Linked DNA regions of Mus musculus: all the other regions are linked to region 1. The links are chromatin contacts, called in public HiChIP or PLAC-seq maps. All regions are on one chromosome and are shown on one strand. The core of a region is the stretch at or near the end of the contact, and the rest is flanking DNA. Distances in the headings are between cores, read along the strand shown. Region 1 holds the start of Gli3 (GLI-Kruppel family member GLI3). Region 2 overlaps Gli3 (GLI-Kruppel family member GLI3). Region 3 overlaps Gli3 (GLI-Kruppel family member GLI3). Region 4 overlaps Gli3 (GLI-Kruppel family member GLI3). Region 5 has its middle 45 kb from the start of Gm20043.

Region 1 (2,818 bases), core at 99-2,598:
ACCAGAAACAAATAACGAATACACTGTCAATTCCGTTAAAAATTTTCCCCAGTTTAGCACGTGAATTTCAAAATGTTCTTCAAATTATTATAGCTATTCATCCACCCACTCTGCCTTCAAGACGGCTGCCACAGAGCACCCTGAGCACCAAGGCACTCCTGGTGGGCCAACTGCTTACTCCGGTATTCTGGAATGTCTCTTGGGTTTTCTTCTTTCTTCCACCCCCTTGAAATCCTCCCTTTCAAGTAACAGGTTGGGGTGAGTACCTGGATGGGGAGAGAGAGATGAGTGCACTGGCCCGTTGAAGTAACATGGGTCTTTTAAAAGAAACCAAGGACAGGCACTCTGCATCTTAAGGAAAAGAACCCCGTGCAAGTCAGGGTTCTCAGCTCAAGTCCCGGTTCCCAGCTCGGGTCTTTGTGTTCTTTGCAAAGTGGCCCACGGGGACAGTAGGCTGTACGGCGAGACGTCCCAAACGGAGTTTAACGCAACGGGGAGGAAAGTCTTCAACTTTCAAAAGCATCATCCCGCGAGAGGAAGTTTCAGGCTTGGCCTAGGGAAAAGTACCAGGAGGTGTGCGGGGGTGGGGCAGTGGCGATCTGAGAGGTCTCTAGAGAAGGAAGGGGAGTCCAGCCCGAGAGCGGAGTTGGGGGGGGGGGGGGCGAAGAGAGGCGGCATGGGCGAAGCGCCCGGCAGCGCGCGAGCCCCGGCTGCTCGGCTGCGCGGGAGCGCAGGCCTGGAGGGCTCGGGTGACATCACCCGCGGGCCCCTTCCTCCTGCCGGGTGGGTGGGGCCTGGCGCGCCGCGCGGGCGCGGGGTCAAGGAGGGGGAAGAGGAGGAGCAGGCCTGGATGTGTCTGTGTGAGGACCCGGGAGGGGCGGAGGCGGTGGAGCGCGTGGCTCCCGGCTGCCCGCGCCAGCCCTGCCCGGCCCGACGCGCGGCCTCAGTGCCGCCCCTCAGCGCAGCGCCCTGGGATCCGCGCGCGCGGAGCGGGACCCCGCCGGGCGCGGCCTGGAAAGGAGCGGGAAAGCAAAGTAAGGCGAGCAGTCTTCCCAAGTTTTTAAACCAACTTCGCCCCCTGCGGCGGCGGCGGCGGCGGCGGCGGCGGCGTCGTCCCGCGGCTCGGCGCGTCCCCCCCAGCGCTCCTCCGAGTGGCGGAAATTAGAGGGACGGGGCGGGGGTGGGGGCGCGCGAGGGAAGAAGGAGCCGGGAAGGAGAGCAGAGTCTGACCACATCTGTGAAAACTTGGGGAAGGAGGGCGGGGAGGAGGAGGAGCGCAGGAGCGCGCGGAGGGGAGCGCGAAGGGCGCGCGCGGCGGAGCTCAACTTTTGCAACCGGGGCGCTCGGCCTGGACGGGCCCTTAGTCGTTGAAAAGTCGACTTGACGGTCGGGGGGCTCCTTTCTTTCTCTTTCTCCTCCCACCCGCGGTTGAACCAAATCAGAACTGTCACTCAGGGCCGGTGACTCAGAGGGATCAGATTACAGGATCCCTGAAACTGATGCGCGGGCTGCAGCGGCGGGAGGGAGCGGACCGGGCCGCACCGCCGGCGCCCGCACACTCGTCCGCCCGCCCGCCGCTCCCCTCCTCGCCCGCTCGCCCCGTCGCCGGCCCACGCCACACCATGCCCGCCGGGGCCGCACGCTGGGATCAGTCAGGCCATCCACGGTAGCCCGAGTCCGCCTGCCGCTCCGCCGGCGCAGGTCTGTGGATTTGGGACCTGACAGCCAAAGCCGCAGGTACGTCCCGCCTGAAGTTCTTTGTTTTGCGGGCCCCGCAGCCCTCCCTGTCGAGCTTCCCGGCGGCGTCGGAGCGGCTTGTGTGCGCTCGCGCCTTCCCGCGCTCTCGGGGATCGGGTCTCGGCTCTCCGGACTGCAGAGCTCCTGCCCCAGGGCGCGCGGACCAAGTTTGCAGCGGCGGCGTCCGTGCCTACTTCTCGCCAAGTGCTGCGCAGAGCTCCGGGAGTCCGGAGCTGCGGCTGGTCCTCGCGCCCCCGCAAGCCGCAGCTTGGCTTGCGCGCAGCGCCTGGGGATGCGCCGAGCCGCCGCTGCCCCGCTCTCCAGGGTCCCGCCTTCACTTCTGAGGGTGGGGGTGCGGGGTGAGCGGATGGAGGGCGCGCCTCCGCGGTGGGAGAGGAAAAGTGAAAGTTGTGCCATCTGTGCGTGATTTGGAACTCTGTCTCTTCCTTTCCAGAGGTAGAGCAGAAAGAAAGAAAAGAGAAAGAAAGAAAAGTAGCCGTGGCCCTTGCGGTAACCAAGAGGCCGAATTTGCACAGAGCAGAGTTGGGTACGGATCACTCTACTCTGCTGGGGACACTTAACTTTCTGGAGTTGCAGTGGGACCCCGAGGATGTGGCAGAGTTAATATTGATCATACATTTGAATAGTTGGTGAAGCGACTTTTCAGCAGATGGCCACATGCCCTCACACTCGGCCCGGCCTTTGCTTATTATCCTTTGATGAACTTAGTATCCTTCTGTGAACTTTGTGCCTGTGTCCCGGAGTGCACCTTTTTGAGTACCAAGCCATACCCCCCCTCCCCCCAGGCTTTCTTGGCTGTGTGTGTGTAAAGACCACTTAGGGAAGTTTCCTGCACCGCGTTTACCCTTTCTCCTCCCCCAACTTGGTTGTAGATTCTGGCCTTGGGTACAGTGCTCATGGCCCTCTGCCAGTTTATATGTACATATATTTATGTAAAACATTTTCTCCCAGCTCTGTGCCAGCTGTTCCACATTTTCCAGCTGCCACTTCAGTTTGAAATGATGGACTGTCGTCCTCAAGTAAAAGAACTCTTTAGTCCGAGGTATGGAGGGCCGGCCGC
Region 2 (2,818 bases), core at 168-2,667, 220 kb after region 1:
TGTGTCTGTTTTATGGCTTCATCTTTTCCCTAGGGATTTAAATATTTTATTGAAGTTTTATGTTGTGATTGTGTGTATGTGTGATGTATGTATTCACTTCTCTGAATCTTCTGTAGAAGAGGCAGAGTAGAGTACCAGCATAAAACATTGTGGTATCTATCCACTGACCTTCTTATAACTGTTCATGTTCCCGCTGTCCATGCTGACTCTTTCATCTGTGCCTTCTGTCATAAATTGAGCCACATATGGCGAATCTCATGTCCTTGCGCTCCTTGTAGTCATCCTTTTTTCAGTGGCCGTTAATGTATTTGGGTTTTCTTTGCCTTGTTAAATATTACCTTGTTCAAACAGTCATATTTCTATCAAGAGGAAATAAGTATAATTTGTTCCTCCACTGGAGTCCTTTTACTCTAAATTGTAGTGTTTAGCACCTCCCATTTATTCTCATTAAAGTGCCAACCTGTTTGTTATTGTAACAGTCTCTCTCATTTTGTTTTCTACTGAAAAGAAATTCCCAAGATTTAGAGTTGTTTGCTGTCAGGAAGGCTGGCCTGGCCTGACCAGGTTTGAGTCATTTTCTTATGAATGAATTGTGTGTGTGTGTGTGTGTGTGTGTGTGTTACCAGTTTTTCTCATTTGTGCATGTTGGCTACTAAAAATATAAAATAAAATAAAATAAAATAAAATAAAATAAAATAAAATGCACAAACAGAGAAATACTCTTTTTATTCTTAACAAAATTTAGTTTTACCCTAGAAATTCATTTGCTTCTTGTTTTGTGTTTTTGGATGGGGGCGATTTTAAGTTCTGTCTATTTATTACTTTTGTTATGTAATCGCTTCTCTGAAGTATTTCTATTTTGTAGCCAATAGGAAAAACTACATTAAGAATAACCTGAGTCAATATTGTTGAGAAATGTTTATTTCTTTATGAAGCGAACTTTTTCCAAGTGTTTTCTTCTGGGCACAGTTCTGCACAGTTGCTGCTGGAGGCCAGCTGGGGAGGAACGCTAGCTAGGTTGAGGCAAGCACTTGCTGCAGGAGTGCATGCAGCGCTCTCTGGGCTGGGGCTCCTCTGAGTGAGTGTGGTGAGCCCTGCCCTGTTACCCACAGAATCCTATTTTTATTATTATGTGGTAATATTATCTGAACTTGTTTGAAAGGAACCATTTTCTTTTTATTATTATTATTATGGTTCTATTCCCCCTCTCCTGGAAATTGTTGGGTGTTTTTTTTTTTTTCTTTTGTTTTCCTCCTCCTTTCATGATTTCTGTGCCAGTCTTTATCACTTTGACAGAATGCCTGAGGAAGAAGGATTTCTTTGGCTCCTTGATAAAAGGTTTCACTGCCGAGTCAGCTGGCTGCATGGCTGTGGGCCTAATTCAAGGCTGATAGATCACCACAGAAGGACACTGTTTTCCTCCGGGCAGCAGGAAGTACAGGGTAGGGACTCTAGAATCACTGCCTTAGGGCATGCTGGACATGACCTACTGTTTCCAAGGTCCCCACACTCAAGTTCCTATCACTGCCCAACATTCCCATGAGAATTTTGAATCACTATTAGATCAATCCCGAGATTCAGTAACAGTCTTCATGACCCCATCCATTTGCCAGAAACTCCACCCCTGGACATTTCAGAGGCAATAGAAGGTTTCACACATGGCTTTGGGGTAACATTGTCAATCCAAATTGAGGCTATGAAGTTCAAGTCTTGCTAATGGTACCTTGGTTTGGTTTCCTTGATCCCAGCTGTTTCTGATGGTATGTGTTTATCCGTAGCCTTCTTCCTCCTGCAACCTGTTTCCTGCTACTTTCTACTTCAGTGTAGGAATGGTTTGGGTTTAGAGTTTTAAACAACTTTTATTAACTCGTTGAGAATTTTATTCAGTGTATTTTGAACATTTACACCCTTCCTGATTTCTACCATAACTACCCTCACATTCTTTTCTACCCAGCTTTAAGGTATCTTTTCTTTCTTTTCTTTTCCCTCAAGTCCATATTGTGTTGCCCAACTATTCTTGGGACTGGGGCCCTCCCTCCTATATGATAGATGTACCAAAGGTCATATTAAATAAAACTGACTCACCCTCTCTAACAGCTTTCAAGAGTCAGCTGCTCTGCCAATGGTGGGATATTTTTCCCCTTCTCACCGCCTCCATGTTGACAATTTGGCTGGATTTTCAAGGTTTTGCAAGAGCTCTCACGATCAATATTCTTGACTCCATATAAAATTGACATTTATTCATTTGCATATGTTGAATATCCCCACGTTACTTGGATAAAGCCAACTTTGTCATGGTTGGTGAAGGATCTTTTTCATGTGTTTTGTTAACTCAGGTTGCAAGTATTTTATGAGAAATTTTACATGTATATTCACCAGGGAAATTGGTCTGTAATTTTCTTCCTTTAAAAAAAAAAAGTCTCTTTATCTGGCTTTGGTACCAGCATAATACTGGCTTCATAAAAAAAAAAAAAAAAAGGAGCATTTTCTCTAAAGATCTGGTATAGCTCTGCATTAAATCCTAGAGTTTTGGGGTTTTTTTTTTTTAACATGGAAAAAAATACTAGTATTCATTCGCTCAGTCCTATTGAGTTTGCATTATTTGTCTCATCCTGGTTTAACTTTGGTAGGTCAGGTACATCCTATGATTGATCTGTTGCTCTTAGACTTTCTAGTTTACTTAAATGTAATTTTTATAAGGACTGTCTCCATGAATTTCTGAATTTTATTGGTATCTATTGTTATGGCTCCTTTTTTTATCCCTAATTTTATTAATTAGGGTCTTTTAAGTTTAGTGAGTTTTGTCATTTTTATTTAC
Region 3 (2,818 bases), core at 102-2,601, 200 kb after region 1:
GTGTTCTTGACATTGGCCATGTGTTTGAAAATGACCCCATTAGCGATTGGCTGAATTCATTTCTCTAGTTCAAAACCAAATACTTGCAGTGAAGGATGTTATGTGGGGATATGTGTTCTTCATAGGTGAGATGGCTTAGAAGTTTGAGCCATCGTAGTCCAGAGAGTGTTTGGTTAGACTCGTCTGTTTCTGTTCATAGATGTGATGAGGCTTCTTATCACTGACCTCGACCCTAAGTTCCTGAGCTTCTGGCCTCATGCTTCAGCTCAGCAGTTTATGATGTCCCCTTCATTGATTATGTTCTCCACTTTTCTTATTTTGCTACTTTGTACTTGTTCAAAAAGCTCAGAGAATCAGAAGAGACTCAAGTCCCGCCAAATAGATTCAGGACGGAATTGCTGATCACTTAAATCCGCCTCTTCTAAAGAACATGTAGGGTATGCCCAGATTGCCGTTTCTTATGCGCTTGAGCCTGGCATGGCAGGTTTGATCAGTGCTGTTTCCCTCAAGTCAGAGCTTAGTGAGAGTCTTCAGGTCCATGCAGTCAGAACTTTGTTATCATCTGTATGGTTCAACCCAGTCCTTACTGAAGGAAGGCAATGGGTCCCTCCATGAGAATTTTGAAGACTGAATGAGGTTATGATAAGGAGGGAGTTCTGAAATAATCCTCGTCATAGCGTGCTGGAGAACAAACAATGTTGCTGCTTACACCATGGTGTATTCATGAACAGTTTATCATGTTAGCCTACAGCAGGGCTCAGATCTGTCTGTGTAGCTAGTGCCTAGAATCCTGGAGAGTGTTTGCATTGCATTTACTAAGAAGCTGTTGCTGACGACTAGGAAAGTCTGTCCAGAGCATCGGGTGTTCTTTCCACGGCCTCAACCATGAGTCAGACAAGCATTTCCCTGAAGACCTGATATTAAACCAAGAAGGTGTGTGATCCCTAACAGAAAAGTCTACAAAGTACCTCTCACATCAGGGGAGAGAACTAAAAGTATGTCAGTGCCATTCGCCTGCATTATAAGATATAACAATAAATAAAGCGATCGAAGACAATCAAAACAACCGAACAAGATAGGGACAGTTTGGAATAGGATGTAAAATATGCTACTCTTATGGGTTTTGTTGTTATTTAATTTTTGCCTTGGATTTTTTTATTTGTTTATTTTGTTGTTTGTTTGTTTTAAGATGTCAGTTTTGTTCCTAGTCTCTGGAGCAGGGCCAGGTTTCAGCTTTTTTCTTTCTTTTCCACTCTGCCTGATTTTCCCTCTGTTTCTTGCCTTCACCCTTCCAGGAACAGCCGGAAGGAACAACCCTAGTCAAGGAGGAAGCGGACAAAGATGAAAGCAAGCAGGAGCCTGAAGTCATCTACGAGACAAACTGCCACTGGGAAGGCTGCACCAGAGAGTTCGACACCCAAGATCAGCTTGTGCATGTAAGTGGCTGCTGTGTGGGGACGGACGCAGCTTCCCAAATCAGCGACCTTTGCAGGAGGGCAGCGGCTCTGACCCTGCGCGGAGTCAAGTTTCTTAGCTGGCAGCACTGAGAACTGGAGGGGGCTTTATGATTTTCTGAGAATAAAGGAAACCCTGAGCCATGGTGCTTGACCTGTTCAGTCAGCTAAAGCTTAGTGTAAAATTCAATAAAGTCTTCAATAGAGAGTGTAATGACTCTGATCCTGTAAGCCAGAAAACACTATTTTGAGTTAGAGGCTTTGATGGTTATTGAGTAATAGTAAGCTGGACATGAATTATTATTAACCTTTTAACTAAGTTTCAGTCCCCTTCCAGGACTCAGTAACAATATAAAAATATTACAAAAACACATGGGTCCTTTTACAGACCTCAAAGTTGAAGGAGCCTCCTATTATTGTATGTAGCAATGTAGCGCTTTATTTTTGACCTGAAGGCAACATTGTGGATTAAAGCTTGCATGGAAACAATTTTGTTTAATGATGGAAACCTTACAGTAGTCACGTTATGACACCATTCCTTCTCTTACCAAACCAAGGGCAGATATCTTGAGTGTTATTTCTGATGAATACCCATAGCTCCTTTGCTGTGTCTTTGTCATGCTTGGCACAAACTCAGATGCCAGTGGAGCATTCTAGCCATATAAGACCAAGATCAACTGCCATGGGACAGCATTTAGAGTGTCTGGAATAAGAAGATATAGGCTGAGATGATGTCTCTACAGAAGCGCAGTGTCCTGTTAAGGCACTAAGGATGATTGTACCAAATAGGACAGTTTCTTATGATTGAGCATCTCTATAGCGCAGTGGTTCTCAATCTTCCTAATGCTGTGAGCCCTTTCTTCATGTTGCCATACTCTCCCCAACCACAAAATCATTTTGTCGCTATCTCGTAACTGTAATTTTTCTATTGTTGTGAATTGTAATGTAAATATCTGACATGCAACCCCACAAAGGGCTTGTGCCCTACAGGTTGAGAACTGCTGCTGTAGCGATTGTGTCAAGTCTAGCACACGAGATTATGAGAAACGTGATATACAGAATGTTAGATTTCACCTCTTACCAGCAGGACCTCACTTCTTCTCTTTAAATCATGCCTCTTTGTATATGTGTAAGTAGAAATATAGATTTCTCAAGTACAGCCAAAAAGTAAGTCAAATGTTTTTAATTAGCGTGTATTTTCAGGTTTTTCCACACATGAAATTTGATGTTTTTTTTTCCTTCCTCTTTTGTTTTATTCGAGGACTAATTTTAGGCTAAGTCTGGCTTAATGACTCTTTATTTGTGCTGACTGCTTTAATGGAAAGCACAAAGGCCTTGTAGGAAGTATTCTCAAAGAGTACCAT
Region 4 (2,818 bases), core at 102-2,601, 160 kb after region 1:
AATTCCAAGGAAGCAGTGTTTTCCAGACACAGCAGGAGTGATGTACATACAGACTCCCAGCAAGTGTGATAACATGCATTTTCACAGGGCCCTCTGTGAAGGCCCTTCCCTGCTAACATCTGCAAATTCTTTCTGTGGTGCCTGGGAAGCTGGTTTGAGCCACTTAAGGTAGCCAGGGCTTAGCTTACAGGCGTAATGTCATGTGGGTCCATGCATGTTTTACTTCCTGGGAATAAGTTAGACGCTAAAGAAGAGTTATATATTTATTGAAATGCATTCTGATATTATCTAAATCCTGCCAAATGCATGTGATATGCATGTATGTCCTATCATATGGGCCAGGGTGGAGGGACATGATTCCTCCCCACTTACAAGAGAAATCATGGAGACTTGTTACTCCAGTTTACCTTACACACACACACACACACACACACACACACACACACACAGAGAGAGAGAGAGAGAGAGAGAGAGAGAGAGAGACAGTATGCCCATTCCTGCTCACTTTTTTATAATAATTATTACTTAAGACTTGTCAGTGAAAGCCTGCATAATCATCTATTTTAATGAAGGTAGTCAGAACGAGTAAAGCCAGCTTGTTTAAATGGCCAAACTCTGGGCTTCTCTGATTCTGGGCTTTAGCTGTGCAGCACCTCATGCAACCGTTGCATACAGGGAAGGTTCCCCAATTCAAGATTCCCTGGGAAGAGATGGAATTTGGTACTAAAGCAGGGACAGCCTGCTGCACGAAGCTTCTCTGTGCCTTGGTGTATGACATTCACCCATGCAAATGTGGCACAGCTGTGAGTTTTGTACACTCTTTGTAAGAGTCCTTGAGCATTTCAGGAGTAGCTCCTCAGTCATGAAAGGCAGGCATCGGGCTGTAGGGCTTTAACCTGCCTGGTCCTTCCAGTGCTCCCTTTTGTGGCTTATTTTCGTGATGTGAAGCAAATGTACATTGCATCACAATGAACTGGGCCTGAATTCTCCACCTTTCCAACTTTTAGCCTGGGGATAGACTTGGGTTGTGCCGGTCACTGTTTGCTGCTTCTGTTTGTAGGGAGGAGAGATTTACCTTGGAAGACATGGAACTTGAATGGGAAGGAAAAGCAGAGTGCATTCCCTCCCCCAGTGTGGAGAGGGAGGAAAGCCTCCTTCTTTGGTCTATTTGCTTAGCAATGGTCTTCTTTGATGCAGTCTTTTCGTGGGCACCCACTGAAGTCTCAGTGTACTCAAGTTTTAGAAAAGGCAGTTGGCCAGTCTTTGTTTTCTTTGTTGAACTGTTTATTTTGCTTTCTTCCTACAAGGTTGCCTGGCCCTGCTCTCACAGCGCTTTTCTGCATGAATTACATTCCTCAGAGCCACAAGTCTCCCAGTTCTTCCAGGCAATTTGACTCTGGCCTGTGTGTTCAGTCTATAGCTTCCATCTGCCTGAAGTCTTTGCCAAGAATACTTGCTGAATGACTAACGTGGGGACCTAAAGACATGTTTTAAATGTCATTAGCGAGAAGAGCTGAGGTTCATTCAAGTTTGTAACTTGGCTATTCTGTAGTCGTTATTAGCTTTAAGATCAGTGAAGGAAGAGCTACTAAGCCCTTTGCTTTCCTTTGAATGTGGAGAAGGCAACTGAAGGCTGATAGTGCAGGTTTGCCCTCCTCGGGTCTAGTTAGTAAATGTCAGCTGTCCTGTGGGGAGGGGCCATGTCTACTCCATGTAAGTGAAAGCCACATTTCTGAGCTATCTCATAATTTTTATTTTTGAATTTTAGACATTTATACTTGTAAATCTTGCCATAGTGGGCAAAAGTGCGTTACCTTCTCTGTGGAAATAATAAACATAGAAAGTATGCAGATGCTGTTTCCTTCTCTTCTGCGTATCATTTTTTCCTAAAGCATAGCTTATAGCTGGAACAGAGAAGAGTAACTCCTGAATTCAAAATTATGTTTTAAACTTCCATTACTAATAACAGATAATTGATCTTATAATGTGTTGAACTTCACTGCAGGTGTTAATGGGATAGTTATACAGTTTTCAAAATTCAGCTACCTTGAGAACAAATTTCTGGGAGTGAAGAATGGGGATAGATATACATTATATGTATTAATATATGTATGTTATATATGTGATTAATATATACATATGATTAAGGTACATTATATAGATCTAAGAGTTTCAAAGGATAAAATAATTTTAAAATTTTAGTAAGGAATTAGGGAGGGAAAAATGTATACCAAGTGATGATAAATGAATATTCAGAGTGGAAGAGTGTTTTCTGCATCTGTGCAGTGAAGTATGATGGATTGCTTGATTAAAATTTTTATTGGCAAAATTTTTAAAAAAGCAAAATTCCAGACAATTCTGCTTTAAAATTACACTTGTCTGTCTGTCTGTCTGTTCTGGGTGTATACATGTAGACCATTTTATACATGTGTACATCAAAAGACAACATGGAATAGGGACTCATGAGACTCAGGTTGTCAGGCTTGGCAGTAGGCACCTTCACTATCTAAGCCTCCTCAGTATGCTCACCTGCTTGGTTTGTTGTTTGTTTGTTTGTTTGTTTGTATGTTTTAGCCTGTGTTTTTTGTTTGCTTAGTTACGTCAGTTATCTTAGTCAGCTATTGTTACTTATATGTACATGACAATCTTGATTTTACTCAAGAATTTTATAATGCCAAACCAGAACTCTGTATTTATCATTAATAGACCTAGAGATCTTTTTCTGTTGGAATTTCCAAGAAGGTAGACCCAGATTTTGTCAAGAAAGGCAGCACATGGGTGGAAACAGTACAAATCTATTCATCCCCAGGGCTTTCTG
Region 5 (2,818 bases), core at 90-2,589, 130 kb before region 1:
AAACGTTAAGAACTTCTGGCCTCAGTAGTTACAGTACTTCCTGCTCTTCCAGAGGACCGGAGTTTGGTTCCCTGCATCCAAGTCAGGAGGCTCGTAACTACATGTAATTCTATCCATGGTATCTGCTGCCTCCTTCTGGCTTTTATGGGCACTGCACTCATGTGCTGCTCATATATTCAGATGGAGATAGCAACAAAAACAAATAATTTTTTTAATGTAATAAACAAGGAGAAAAGAAAACTGAATATCCTGTGTGTGCTTCTCTCTGTCTCTCTCTGTCTCTGTCTCTCTCTCTCTTTCTCACACACACACACATACATACATACACAGGCTATTTTCATAAAAAAATATCCATTAGAGGCTGGAGAGATGGCTTCTGCTAAGAGCACACACTGCTCTCACAGAAGACCCAGGTTCAGTTCTTAGCACCCATATCAGGTGGCTCACAATTCCCTGCAAATCCAGTTTCATAGGATCTGACCTTCTCTTCTTGCCTCTGTAACAAGCATGTGGCAAATACATAATATAATTTTTATAGAATTAAAGTGCAATATTAGGGTGACCAAGCATGTAGCAAGATTGCTGTAGTGCCATCTTTAACTCAGCATACTAGGCTAAACACCAAGGGTGCCTGTAAGGCCCATCCCAAAAACAGCTCAAATTGTTGCAGTTCACTCCTGATAGTGGTGTTCTTATTTGGAGAACTGTCATCTTTGTGCCATTCCCTTAGGCACCGCATGTTATAAGACCTCAGTGCTTTGTATTTACTGAGTGAACAAAATGCCTAAAGTTGTAGTTGAGTAGGATAATGAATTGGAAGCCTTCACAGACAATGTATCTCATCCACATTATTCTTCTATCACTGTCCAGGAATCAATGCCAGAAATATGATTTTTGCTCTGTCGATATTATTTTGTTTTCAGTCTAAGGTGGTTTAACTATTTAGGAAGAGCACTTGTTTTGTTGTTTCTAGACAAAGAACTGCTAAGCAATATTTTTTTTCCTTATAACATGTTAGTTTGGTTTCTTGGACTGTCATTTTGACTAGGATTTAAAACAGACATTGTCAAGAAGTTAGAAAATACCCAAATTAGAGAGTTGGCAGCATGTCATTAACAGACTCATCTGGAAACTGTGCCTGCCCGTCAAGACTGTTTGTAAATCTGGAGATAATCATGGGTACCTGAATATTGCAGTCAAAGATAGGATTCTATAGAATTGGAAAGGCATATAGTAACTAAGGTAATTGTTATGTCCAGAGTCCTAATGCAAGCTACTCAATTCCAAGCAATGGACACTAGAAATTAAAGCAATTTCTAAGAAATCAGCAAATGTATTTTCCTGGGCTGGGACAGAAAAGAGAATTCAAATCCAGACACAATATATAGCCTCTATTGTTCCATTTCAGAAACATAAAGTCTTCTATGTCATTACGTGTCCTCAGAGATTGATCCCAATTGAGAAGCCAGCACTAGGAACATAACTAATATTTACTGCTGGCTTGGTGAAGACACTGAGTAAAGGCAATCCTAAACAAAGAGACTCTGACCATATTGTGTCGATTTCAGGGATCTGAGAGGCAACTGAATTCGTCATGACCTTAGGACAGATGTTTCCACTCAGTTTTTCAGAGCCATAGATGGTAATCAACTTACAGCAAATCTTTATCTCAGACACAGCCACCTGGCTTCCTTGAGCAAAACAGCAGCATTTTAGCAGATTTCTGGGCAGAAAAGCTTTGAGAAATACAAAGAAATGGGATGCTTTGTAAATGCCAGTCATGGTGGGTGCTCAGAAAGAGATCTGATTTGGATCAGAAAGATTGCAAGATACATTCTGTAATCAAGGACCTTAGGCCAAATGGGATTTGTGTATCAGGCTACCCTTAGAAGATAAATTTCAGACTCACCAGACTTTAATGTATAAAAACCACCTGTGTAGTGCTGGAGAGATGGCTCAGCAGTTAAGAGTGCTACTTGTCCTTTCAGAAGACCTGGGTTTTTTTCCTGGAACCCACATGGTAGCTCACAACCATCTATAACTCCACTACCAGGGAATCCAGTACGACTTCAGGCACTGCCTGAATGAAGTACACATACATACACTCAGGCATACTCATAACATTAAATGCATTTTTCTTTTTAAAAACTAACCTGCAGCTTTGTTAAAATGCAGATTCTGATTCAGTGGTGGGTCCTAAGCATGCATTTCTATGTGTCCTCAGTAATGTTGATGTGCCAAGTCCAAAGTCAGACTAAGGAGATCCTAAGTTGCCACAGCCCTGGTCTGGATTGTCACTGCTCCAGAGACCACAAGACTTACTTGGCCCTCCTCAGGTCACCTGGGGGACATTGACTCATCTACTGAAATCAAACTAAATTTACATCTTCCCTCCCCCTCTCTTTCTGATGAGACTCTAGAGAAGCTCACATGTTGATTTGGGATAGTTTGCTATTGTGATTAAGTGAAAGAGATTCAACAAGATTTCGATGGGGAATAAAAGAATTCTCTTTCTGAGGAAATGTTTAATTCTTGCTCTTCCAGTTGATTTGTAGGGGTGAGGGTTTAAAGTTTAGATCTAAAATGCTACTCACTATTCTTTTCCTAGTTTAATAGTTAGCTGCATTTGAGCAGAAACTGGGCACAACTAGCTGTCAAATCCAGATCTCTGATCTCCCTGTGACAGTGTGTGATTCTGGGCTCTGCTTAAAGTGTTCCTTTGATTAAGACCCACTGAACCCAGGCCTGAATTGCTCATAGCAGCCTTGGTAAAACAACTGAGTAATCTACCAACTGACGTGACCAGTGGAGAAAACCA

Evidence for each region. HiChIP or PLAC-seq counts read pairs in DNA pulled down with a chosen protein or histone mark.
Region 2: an H3K4me3 HiChIP or PLAC-seq map of neural progenitor cells shows a contact between it and region 1, with 20 read pairs. The contact joins the enhancer-like site here to the promoter of Gli3 in region 1. A contact is called at or near these places in 1 of 39 promoter capture datasets (the 3T3-L1 cell line), 1 of 484 Hi-C or Micro-C datasets (nephron progenitors), 12 of 115 datasets of contacts at active chromatin or transcription factors (cardiomyocytes, craniofacial prominence, embryonic forebrain and 8 more) and 2 of 9 other capture datasets (adipose tissue and pancreatic islet).
Region 3: an H3K4me3 HiChIP or PLAC-seq map of embryonic limb bud shows a contact between it and region 1, with 4 times the contacts expected there. The contact joins the enhancer-like site here to the promoter of Gli3 in region 1. A contact is called at or near these places in 3 of 39 promoter capture datasets (the 3T3-L1 cell line, cancer-associated fibroblasts and cranial neural crest), 5 of 484 Hi-C or Micro-C datasets (embryonic fibroblasts, nephron progenitors and tail fibroblasts), 9 of 115 datasets of contacts at active chromatin or transcription factors (cardiomyocytes, craniofacial prominence, embryonic forebrain and 6 more) and 5 of 9 other capture datasets (adipose tissue, embryonic tail, embryonic trunk and 2 more).
Region 4: an H3K4me3 HiChIP or PLAC-seq map of craniofacial prominence shows a contact between it and region 1, with 5 times the contacts expected there. The contact joins the enhancer-like site here to the promoter of Gli3 in region 1. A contact is called at or near these places in 4 of 39 promoter capture datasets (the SN4741 cell line, maxillary cranial neural crest, neural stem cells and 1 more), 6 of 484 Hi-C or Micro-C datasets (the 3T3-L1 cell line, brain, nephron progenitors and 3 more), 15 of 115 datasets of contacts at active chromatin or transcription factors (astrocytes, craniofacial prominence, differentiating embryonic stem cells and 9 more) and 2 of 9 other capture datasets (adipose tissue and liver).
Region 5: a contact with region 1 is called in an H3K4me3 HiChIP or PLAC-seq map of embryonic limb bud, with 2.8 times the contacts expected there. The contact joins the enhancer-like site here to the promoter of Gli3 in region 1. A contact is called at or near these places in 4 of 484 Hi-C or Micro-C datasets (cranial neural crest, embryonic fibroblasts and nephron progenitors), 4 of 115 datasets of contacts at active chromatin or transcription factors (craniofacial prominence, embryonic limb bud and embryonic stem cells) and 1 of 9 other capture datasets (liver).

Annotation. Positions count from the first base shown.
Region 1 is chr13:15,462,375-15,465,192 of GRCm38.p6, forward strand. Gli3 (GLI-Kruppel family member GLI3) reads left to right here and starts at 1,349. Exons shown (of 15, transcript NM_008130.3): 1 at 1,349-1,737. It overlaps Gm6556 (a long non-coding RNA gene), which reads right to left and starts at 2,244. Exons shown (of 1, transcript XR_001780862.2): 1 at 1-2,244.
Region 2 is chr13:15,687,259-15,690,076 of GRCm38.p6, forward strand. The region is part of intron 10 of Gli3 (GLI-Kruppel family member GLI3); the gene reads left to right. Among named protein-coding and RNA genes, the nearest start is that of 4933412O06Rik, 110 kb to the right of the region's middle. Within about 2 kb of position 1,418, at least 6 of the 459 cell types and tissues checked have an H3K27ac peak or open chromatin away from gene starts, as enhancers often do. A contact at or near this core is called in neural progenitor cells and stem cell-derived neural progenitor cells, where this site is marked.
Region 3 is chr13:15,661,095-15,663,912 of GRCm38.p6, forward strand. Gli3 (GLI-Kruppel family member GLI3) reads left to right here. Exons shown (of 15, transcript NM_008130.3): 10 at 1,296-1,436. Among named protein-coding and RNA genes, the nearest start is that of 4933412O06Rik, 140 kb to the right of the region's middle. Within about 2 kb of position 1,352, at least 6 of the 459 cell types and tissues checked have an H3K27ac peak or open chromatin away from gene starts, as enhancers often do.
Region 4 is chr13:15,623,575-15,626,392 of GRCm38.p6, forward strand. All of the region lies in intron 4 of Gli3 (GLI-Kruppel family member GLI3), which reads left to right. Among named protein-coding and RNA genes, the nearest start is that of Gm6556, 160 kb to the left of the region's middle. Within about 2 kb of position 1,352, at least 68 of the 459 cell types and tissues checked have an H3K27ac peak or open chromatin away from gene starts, as enhancers often do. A contact at or near this core is called in the SN4741 cell line, astrocytes, craniofacial prominence and 5 more, where this site is marked.
Region 5 is chr13:15,329,637-15,332,454 of GRCm38.p6, forward strand. No RefSeq gene overlaps it. Among named protein-coding and RNA genes, the nearest start is that of Gm20043, 45 kb to the right of the region's middle. Within about 2 kb of position 1,340, at least 3 of the 459 cell types and tissues checked have an H3K27ac peak or open chromatin away from gene starts, as enhancers often do.